Regions from separate parts of the Mus musculus genome. Here region 2 is linked to region 1. Evidence: chromatin contacts called from public HiChIP or PLAC-seq data. All regions are on one chromosome and are shown on one strand. The core of a region is the stretch at or near the end of the contact, and the rest is flanking DNA. Distances in the headings are between cores, read along the strand shown.

What was found. HiChIP or PLAC-seq counts read pairs in DNA pulled down with a chosen protein or histone mark.
Region 2: an H3K27ac HiChIP or PLAC-seq map of embryonic stem cells shows a contact between it and region 1, with 6 read pairs. The contact joins the promoter of Wdr93 here to the enhancer-like site in region 1. A contact is called at or near these places in 9 of 39 promoter capture datasets (the HPC-7 cell line, HPC-7-derived erythroid cells, cranial neural crest and 6 more), 12 of 484 Hi-C or Micro-C datasets (the C2C12 cell line, CD8 T cells, cardiomyocytes and 7 more), 13 of 115 datasets of contacts at active chromatin or transcription factors (the 230-238 cell line, the SCID.adh cell line, bone marrow-derived macrophages and 7 more) and 3 of 9 other capture datasets (adipose tissue, liver and pancreatic islet).

What each region holds. Positions count from the first base shown.
Region 1 is chr7:79,677,398-79,682,448 of GRCm38.p6, reverse strand. Ticrr (TOPBP1-interacting checkpoint and replication regulator) reads right to left here. Exons shown (of 22, transcript NM_029835.1): 7 at 5,004-5,051; 8 at 3,283-3,434; 9 at 1,441-1,541; 10 at 546-639; 11 at 380-459; 12 at 1-200. Among named protein-coding and RNA genes, the nearest start is that of Ticrr, 20 kb to the right of the region's middle. Within about 2 kb of position 2,023, at least 3 of the 459 cell types and tissues checked have an H3K27ac peak or open chromatin away from gene starts, as enhancers often do. A contact at or near this core is called in embryonic stem cells, where this site is marked.
Region 2 is chr7:79,740,119-79,745,169 of GRCm38.p6, reverse strand. Wdr93 (WD repeat domain 93) reads right to left here and starts at 2,021. Exons shown (of 18, transcript NM_001381990.1): 1 at 1,933-2,021. Pex11a (peroxisomal biogenesis factor 11 alpha) reads left to right here and starts at 2,039. Exons shown (of 3, transcript NM_011068.2): 1 at 2,039-2,260; 2 at 4,890-5,005. The coding sequence starts at 2,205.

The sequences.
Region 1 (5,051 bases), core at 774-3,273:
GCTCCTCCAGCTGCTCAGACTCAGTAATGGCCGACACTGATCTGTGAGTACTTGATGAGGGAGGTGGTGACATGCTCTCTTGAGACATAGAATCATCACTGAAAAACCCTGTAGGAAGGACTCCAGCCAGCTTCTGAGGAATTTTTAACCCCAGGCTGTGGTAGAGTTGTCCAATTGTCCCGGGGATGGAGCCAATATACCTGTGGAATGAATATATTGGTTAGACATAGAACTGAAGTTACCAGCATGAAAAAATACCCTTTTAACCTTATAATTCTAAGATAACACCATGTGTAGTGGTTGTTAAAAAAAAACAAAAACAAACAACAGCAACAACAACAAAATTTTTTTAAACTGAGCCAGTACTCATTGAACTTACAATCTCAAGATCTCCTCCAGAAACTCTGACAGGTACGCTGAGTCCTTAGTGAGACACACCAGACGCAGCAAATCTGTCACCTGAAAGAGATTGCAAAAAGTTGCCACAGGCTCTGCTGGGAAGCTGAGAGAATGAGAGCATGCTCGGGGTGGCAGCCATGGCTTACCTCCTCCACTATGCGCTCCACCTCATCTGGGCGGTCCAGGACTGAGGGGCACTGCTCACACATCTCCAGACGAAGAAATACCTGAAGCTGGCACCTGGAGGAAACAAAGTACCAGGTCACATCTCCTTTGCATGCTATTTAGTGAAACTCTTTCTTAGAGCAAAGAGCTATTGATTCATGTAGAAACAATGCCCAAGAACTGGAAATGTAGCTCAGGGCTAAAGCATATGCCTCACATATAGAAAGCCCTGGATTCAATCTCCAGTACTGAAAAAGAGAGGGAAAAAAATAAAAAATAAGCCGGGAAGTGGTGGCACACGCCTTTAATCCCAGCCCTCGGGAGGCAGAGGCAGGCGGATTTCTGAGTTTGAGGCCAGTCTGGTCTACAGAGTGAGTTCCAGGACAGCCAGGGCTATACAGAGAAACCCTGTCTTGAAAAACCAAAAGAAAGAAAGAAAGAAAGAAAGAAAGAAAGAAAGAAAGAAAGAAAGCAAGCAAGCAGGGCACAGGTAGGGGGAATGGGGATGCAGCTCAGTTGGTAAAGTGCTTGCCTAGAATGCCTGAGGCCCGCCAGCCCTGCTTTTAATTCCCACAACTAGATAAACTGGGAATGGTGAAAACACATCTAAATCTCAATATTTATGAGGTGGGAGTAGGAGATGGAATTCAAGGCCAGACTCAGTTAGAGAGCAAGTTTGAGGCCAGCTGGGCCCCATAATATAGTCTTTCTTAAAAAAAAAAAAAAAGGGAAGGAATCCAGGGTTTTCTCTAAAGACTGGTGCGAGTCTTAAGAAATCAGGCGAGTCCAACTGCCCCTCAGAACATCATAAAGATCATGACAAAGATAACCTCAGACCTGTTTTAGAGTCCGGGTGAAAATAAAGTGGTTTCTTACTCTCCGACTTTGTCCTCTGTATCCATCTTTCCGGCTAGGTTCTGTCTAAGGGTCTTGCTGGTTTTTAAGAGGTTACTGTTCACATGACTCAGGCAGGCCACCTGCAATACAAAGTAATTATGAAGGAGAAAACTGTTGCCTACCTTTCCCTTTGATATCTTAAAGAGAATGTGGTCCTTTTTTTTTTTTTTTAATAGATACAGCAAGCTTTTAGATTTGAACTGTTAAAGGAAAGTTCCTTGGGCTGTACAGATGGCTCAATGGCTAGGGTTGAGAGCAGATCTTGCTCTTGCAGAGGATTGCTAGTGGGCATCAATGTTAGCCGGTTCACAACCACTTGTAATTCTAGCTCTTGAGGATCAGATACGCTCTCTGCAGTCTGCAAGTACTTCTCATGCACGTGTGCATGCATACATACATATATACATACACACACCACAAAGAAAGATCTTTTTTTTCCTTGAGACAGTCTCTCTCTCCCTCCCTCCCTCTCTCCCTCCCCCAGTCTCTCCCCCCCACCCCCCATCCTGGATGTCCTGGAACTTAACATGTAGACCAGGATGGCCTTGAACTCACAAAGACACGCCCCTCCCTCACCTCTGCCTCCAAGTGCAGGAATTAAAGGAGTATGCCACCACACCCTGCTACATACACTTACTTTTAAAAGAGAAGGTCCACACAAAGCTGTGATAATTGTAAACAGCTCTCCCACTATAGAGAAAGAGCCCTGCTTTTGCCATTAAATATGAATAAAGGCAATAAGGTATTCTAAAACTGTGGTTTTCAATAAGTTAGAGTTATGCAGGACATTTTTAAAACAAATATATGCCCAACTTCCAAAACAAAGAGACCTAGAGTTAGTCTGTCAGTATGGAAGGACCAGACACTAGCATTCGAAACAAAACAACAGGGGGCTGGAAAGATGGTTCAGTAGTTAAAAGCACTGACTATTCTTCCAGAGGCCGGAGTTCAATTCCCAGCAAAAACATGGTGGCTTACAACCATCTGTAATGGTATCCAATGCCCTCTTCCCATGTGTCTGAAGACAGCTACAGTGTACTCTTATAAAATAAAATAAATAAATCTTTTAAAAAACAAAACAGCAACAAGAAAAACCAACAGGGCTGGTGAGATGGCTCGGCAATTAAGAGCACTGTCTGCTCTTCCAGAAGACCCAGGTTTGATTCCCAGCACCCACATGGTAGTTAACAAATGTCTGTAACTCCAGTTCCAGGGAATTCAGTGCATATAATATGCAGACATAAATGCAGACAAAATACTTATATACACAAAAAATAAACAAACATAAATAATAAACAAAATCAACAACAACAAAGTCATTCTGAAGAGCAGCTAGGGTTAAAACCGCTAGTTTAATTCATATAAACACACAACACCAATTAGAGCAGTGTCATTGGACAGAAGTCCACTTGAATGTCTGGCTTCTGGTTTATCAGGTTCATATTCCAGAACCTGGAATTGTACCAATCCTCTACTCAGCACTTTTCTTTTTTTAACTATTCACATATCTTTATTTTATTTTACATGTATAGGTGTTTTGACTGCATGTACATCTGTGTACCTTTTGCATGCAGTGCCCAAAGAGGGCAGAAGAGGGCATCAGATTGCTTGAAACTGGTTACTAAAGATTTTGAGCCACCATGTAGCTGGGAGTTGATCCTGGGTCCTCTGGAAAGCAGTGCTTTTACAATGAGCCATCTCTCCAGCCTAGTCATCATTTTTCAATCATGTGCAGTGTACTGGAAATTCTTTAAGGATGTGCACTAAACCCACCAACCATCAAACACTACATTTATGGCAGTATTATCTAGACTTTCTTACTTCTAATTCCTTGATGTCCTTTGATTTTAGGAACATTTTAATGGTTGAGACCATATTTTGTGCACATGAATACAATGTGATTTCTTCCGTAGCCACAGCCTTTTGGTAGTTGTCATGTATGTAAGCCAGAAGCTCCTCCTCGGTTTTAAATTCTGTGGGGGTGAAAAAGAACATGTGGTTATCATATTCAGATCAACTCCATGTATCCTGTAAGGGGACAGAGACTTTTGTCTTCCAGGAGAAATCTATGTCTGGATGGCCGTGACTGACCCTAGAGCTTTCTAGCATGTAGTGTGTACATGTCAGGGATGACGTGAAATGTTCCACAGTGCCTAGCAGTAGACTGACTTTTAACAAAGAACAAAGGTGTGTGATACAATGAATAAAAGATGGACAAACAAACAAAACAGATCATGTGCTAGGATGACTGAACACCCAGATGGGAATGTTAGGTTCAGACACAGCCTGTATGCTCCAGAGGAATCCAAGTGAGTCAGTCACAGTATGAGAAGAAAAGGTCTCGGACTGCTACAAGATAACAAAGACACCTGGGTGATCTGGAGAAAGGGATAGGTGGGCAAGGCAGGACTCAGCCACATAGTAGGCTTGAGATTAGCCTGGGCTACACATGATTTTTTTATAAAACCCAAACATCCAACCAACTAAAAATAAAATAAATACTAATGTTCTACCAACATACTGACAAGAGTGTAAAAGGTAAACCATAGATTTATAGAAAATATTTACAAAGGACATCAGATAAAGGCCCATTATCCAAAATATACAGAGCCCCTTTAAACTTAGTAACAGGCTAGTAAGGGATCCACAGCTGAGGATAATCCACAGCTGGGGATAATCCACAGCTGTGCCAAGCCTAATGACCTGAGTTTGATCTCTAGGACCCACAAGGTGGACAGAGAGGATGAGCTCCCATGAGCTGTCCTCTGACCTCCATGTGACCTTCCATAACATGCACATGCATACATGAGCATATAAATACAAATTAAAATATTGTAAAAAAATATTTAAAACTCAACAATATGGCTCTGTTAAGCTATGGGGACCTGAGCTTCCAGCACCAGCATTTTAAAACGCCAGATGTGGTGGACCACACTTATACTCCCAATCCTGGGGGAATGTAGACAGGTGGACCCCTAGGGCTCGCTAGCTAGCCAGCCTACTCTCTCAGTAAGCTCCAGGTCAGTGAAAGATTCTACTGGGCTGGTAGCACATGCCTGTAATCCTAGTACTGGGGAGGTAGAGGCAGGAGGATCAGGAGTTCAAGGCCAGTTACATAGAGAGCTTGAAGATAGCCTGGACTATATGAGACCTTAGTTTAATAAAATTAATTAAGAATTTTTAAAAGGTGGATGGCGCCTAAAGAATAACAACTCAGGTTGTACTCTAGTATTCAATTCCCCAAATAATCTATTTCTCCTCTCCCTCCCCCTAGCTCATTTGATTTGTTTGTATATTTATTTACACGAGGTTTCTGCAAATTTATTACATAGATGCAATGTCACCAAAATTCTGATCCTCCTGCCTCTGTCTCCTAGTGCTGAGATTATACGTATAGCATGCTAAGTGTTATGTGGTTCTGGGGAATCATCCCAAGGACTTCATGAATGCTAGGCAAGCACTCTATCAACTGGGCTAGATTCCTCAGCCTCCAGACCTCTTATATAATAACAGACACCAGACGCTCTAGGGTGAATGAATACCTTTAAGTTTAGAACTTCTTAATATCCTTCCTCTATCTTCCAATTTGT
Region 2 (5,051 bases), core at 772-3,271, 63 kb before region 1:
GGTTCCTCCTGCACAGCGAGCCAAGCAGCGCGATTTGTACTTAGCCAGTATTCAACAAATGCGTACTGCTACACAACCATGCCATCAGAAGTAGCTCTGGTCAAACCCAGTATGTCACAAAGCAGCCCTCCACCCCAAATGATATAGAAGTAGGAGTGGAGAGGTGGTAGGAGGAGAGGGGGTGCAGGGTGGAAAAACGAGGCTGAGCCACTGGGCTCTTAAAGAGGATGCCCCATTCTCTCCGTAGCTCTTTCTTTTGGAAAGGAGAATTACACGGTCATGGAGCCAAGAGGATATCCTTACCTAAAACCTTACTTCCCTCTTCTAGTCAAGTCTACGGAAACCACTGCCCAGATGATACCAGGATCTGCACAAGCCTTCCCTAGTTCCTCCTAGAGGGGAACCAGATGCTAACATGAGCACAGATAGACCTAACTGTTGCCTACAGCATAGCTGTCTGCAGAGATATTCGACAGATTTTGAGTGTGGCTTGCAGTATCCACACATTCCCCCCTTTCATCAATGTAGGGGGAGCAAGAAATCAGAAGAGAAGTGGGGAAGGTCTGGGAGTCATTTTTCTCTGTACTACTACATAGTCCAGCTGTGTTTGTGGGTGTTTCAAGGAGCCTTAGAATTCTAAAAGTCAGCCTGGCTTTCTGTTACTGTGAGAATGTGTGTCAATCAAGGAACTAGAACATATTTCACAGTTTGTTACTTGTTATACAATTTTCAAATAGTTAAACATAGAGTCTATAGGTCTGGTGTGTACTTTACTTCGGGCCTGCAAGTGTTAGGGGCAGGCCCGAAGCAGGGAATAGAGAAAAGTAGGCGACCCGATTTCACAGACACACCGAGCAAGCTTATAAATTTCCTTTCAAGGAGCAGCTTGCAGAGCTTCCACCAGAGACTCTGGGTTTTCTCACATGCTGTCCGCACGCTGCTCCCACCCTTTCACCAAGCTGCTGCTTGGGAACCTCCATTGTAAAAAGCACGGCTTTCTCTTTTCCTCCTCTTCTTCATCTCTCTATTCTTGGAAGCTACTGAGATTCACAGTTTGCCCTGTTGTCTTTTTTTTTTTCTTTCAAGCTGGCAGTAAAATCGCCCTCCAGTTTCAATCTGCAACTATTTCTTTTTTTTTTTTTTTTTTTTTTTTTTTTTTTTTACTAGCCCACAATAGGGAGCCTTGCTGTCCGCAGTAACAAGTTAGAGCATTAGGAAAGCCTGCCAGCTGAGGGAGGACCATGTATTGTGCATTATTGTACAGTTAATGTGGCCCAGGTCCCTGCAGGGATCAGTGAGCGTAGCTCAGCTGGCTAGAGAGGCGTCACTGAGGGGTCCTGGCCCACAAGCTTTCAGAGAAGCCTAGGAACTCACATGTTACCCCATCCTTAGAAAAGCACCTCTGGGGCATCCCCTAAGAAGGTTGGGTGACGAGACTGAGGCTGTGTTTCAGCAGGATATTCCCACCCAAGCCATCAGAGTCATTGCTGGAATAATATCATAAAGGGGTAGGGTAAACAGAAAGACAGGGGAGAGGTAATGAGGCGAGGAAGGAGGGAGAAGCGGTGAAAAGAAGAAAATTACTAAGTGGGGCTCCATCTTCAAACGCCACAGAACCAACGATCAGCGGTGCAATGTCACTGATCTCCCTTGCCTGTGCTTTGCTGGTGTGGAGCTTGTAGGATTTCCTCAGGAATCATTTGGTTTTTCAATAATCCTAATAGAAAATTCTCCCACTTTACTCCCACTCTTCTGCTAGAAACACACCCCAGGAACTGACTTAGCTCTGTTGCCTGCATCATAAGGCCTGACACTGGGAAAGGATGCGGCCTGCAGCCTGAGAAGACCATTTAGCATTCCTGATGGGGTTCATGGGTACCTGGGGACACCTGGACGCCTGAGGCAGGGGAATGACCCACTCAGTGCCTCTACCTGGAAACCAAGACGGGAGAAGGCCACGACCTTGTGAAACTCAGCTCTACTCACAAGTCTTGTGGCTTGGCGTCGCCTTAGTAACTACCACTTCCGGTACTAACCGGAACTCCAAAAGCCGCGTTTCCGAAGGTGTGCCCACCCCCGTGTGGGCGGAGAGACGAAGTCCCACCCACCTGGCAACTAATCTGTTCCCGCTGTCCCCCGGGACCGGCGACGTCCCAGGGGACCCACGAGGGAGCGGGCGCAACGCGTGGCTGTGGGTGGGAGCCATGGACGCCTTCATCCGAGTCGCCAACCAAAGCCAGGGCCGGGACCGACTTTTCAGGTGAGTCAGGTGCTGTCGGCCTCCGCCCCCGTCCCTTCAGGACCCAGGGTTTCTTCTCGGAGAAAGAGGTCACAGCCCGGTAAATCGAGGCACGAGGCCGCGGCCAGCTCCCACTGAGGAGTTGCGAGCCGAGCCCCTCCTCCCTGTGAACCCGGAGGGACTGTGCGTGTCAGCCACCTCGGTGTCTCGGGAGGTGACAGCGGCCCATGAGTGCGATCTCCTAACTTTCCCCAGGAGAGGGAAAGTTCCCAGCCGCTCGACATCTTTCCTAGAGATTTCTTTTCCAGAGAAACTTGGAGCTTCTTTTGTAGCTAAGGAAACAGAACACCTGTAGTTTGGAGCGCTCGTGAAGTCGTAACTCACGGAAAGACAGATTTATCTTCTTTATCTTCATTTTGGTCCAGTCTGCGCCTTGGAGATATCAAGCTGTTAAAAAGCTGCTTTGTAAACTGTAAACTGTACAGCGGACAAAGTGTTTGAACAATACCTCCCAAGTACATAGTGTACTTTCGAAATCACCAATGCGTGTTTAAAACTAATCCTACTTCATTTTTTTTTAAAAGAGAAATTTGAATGCCCCTCGGTGATCATTTAAAAGAAAAGGAAAAGGGGTATGTGTGAAACATAGGAGTTTAATTTAACAACACTTCTTTTCCAGATGTTTAAGTGGTCAACCTCTAAAATTAACTAAGCATACAAGTAAGAAAAGTCCTAATGGTGAGACTTGACTGTACAGAGCCTCCATTGCAGCCCTGAGATACTTTAATATTCTAATTTCACATATAGGGAAACTGAACCAGGAGGCTAGGAAAAACTAATGTGGCCGAGCCAAAAGATGCAGGTCCACATAGTTGACTCCAGCACCAGCCCACCTCTTCACTTAGGCCATGCTGCCTTTCTGTTTAACTTGATAGAGTCTCAGAATGGCTGAGGATTAGCCATGGTTCATTAGAGGTCAACACATATATCATTTCAGTGGTCCCAGAATGTACCCTACACTGTCTTTAATTTAGGATATATGTATTCAGCAAAATTTTATTTCCCAATCTTTCTAAGGAACTATATAACCATGAACAAACAAACCAACTAGCATTCCTAAAATAATGCCCTGTTTTCAGCCACTATTGAACCAAACCTGAGAGAGGAAGCTGTATAACATAAGCAGTGTGAGCCTCTGGTCAGAGAGTGAATTCTATCTCCTGCTCTCACTCTGGCCCTCCTTTTTACTTTATTTAAAACAAACAAACAAGCCGGGCGTGGTGGCGCACGTCTTTAATCCCAGCACCCGGGAGGCAGAGGTAGGCAGATTTCTGAGTTCGAGGCCAGCCTGGTCTACAAAGTGAGTTCCAGGACAGCCAGGGCTATACAGAGAAACCCTGTCTCGAAAAACCCACCAACCAACCAAACAAACAAACAAACAAATAAAAACCAACTCATCATTGTAAAAAATGTACCACTTTGGGGAGAATTTTATTTATTTTGAGAAAGTCTTACTATGTGGCCCAGACTGCTCCCATAATTCTCTTCTCTCCATCTTCTGGGTGCTGGAGTTGTAAACAGGAGCCACCAGCTCTGTGCCGCAGTTTTACTGAGAATAATATTTAAATTGTGCAGGGATGCCAATGCAGTTTGCAGTTCTAAGAGAGTAGGGGCCAGCGCCTACTGATCTTTGTTTGTTTGAACAGGGTCTCACTATATAGCCCTGGCTGACCCAGAATTCTCTATGTAGACCAGGCTGGCCCTGACCTCAACAGAGATCTGCCTTCCTCTGCCTCCTGAGTGCTGGGAACTAAGGTGAGAGCCACCACACCCGACCTGGCACCTGCTTTTGTTAAGTTGGCTGCAGATGCATTTGGATGTCTGTGACTCTAGTTGACTTATTATATTCATCACCATGTCATTGTCATCATAGCTGGCGTGATATTAACCAATCGCTGAAAGCATTACTATGCTGGAGTGTATTTGGTCCTTAAGTTTTAAAAACTAAATGTTGAGCCTGGACTCTTCACTTGGTTTTTGAGTTTGCTTCCTGTCGCATGTAGTTAGTCAGTTTAAACTAAGTGGCAGATTTTTGTTCCTTTAGATTTTGTCATCATAGCTGGCGTGATATTAACCAATCGCTGAAAGCATTACTATGCTGGAGTGTATTTGGTCCTTAAGTTTTAAAAACTAAATGTTGAGCCTGGACTCTTCACTTGGTTTTTGAGTTTGCTTCCTGTCGCATGTAGTTAGTCAGTTTAAACTAAGTGGCAGATTTTTGTTCCTTTAGGAAATCTGAAGATCATCCTATGTAGGGGCACATAGCAGATGTGAAGGTTTGTGGAGCTGAGAGCCCATCTGGGCCAGCAGAGGGCCTTTGGGGGGAGCTGCACCCTGTGTGTGGCATCCTCTTCCCTAACCTTTGTGTCCCATTTCCACTGCATGCTCGCCCTTTGGCCCTCCTCTGTGAGGACTGTTGCAGAATGCCACTTTTGTAAGAAATTCAGCATGAGAAACTGCCCCAAAAGTTCCGCCTCAGCATGACACTTCGCTTTGCTTTTTGATGTTTCTCCTTCCCTTCATGAATGGAACTTTATTTGGTTTGTAAACTACTTTCCTCGGTTTTGTTTTTTTTTTTTTTCCATTTCAGAGCCACTCAGCACGCATGCATGTTGCTTAGATATTTGTTAGAGTCTAAAGCTGACAAAGAGGCCGTGGTACTGAAGCTCAAGAGGCTGGAGACCAGTGTGAGCACTGGCCGTAAATGTAAGTACCTGTCTCTCCAGGGACGGTGGCTTCTGCTTTCAAATCC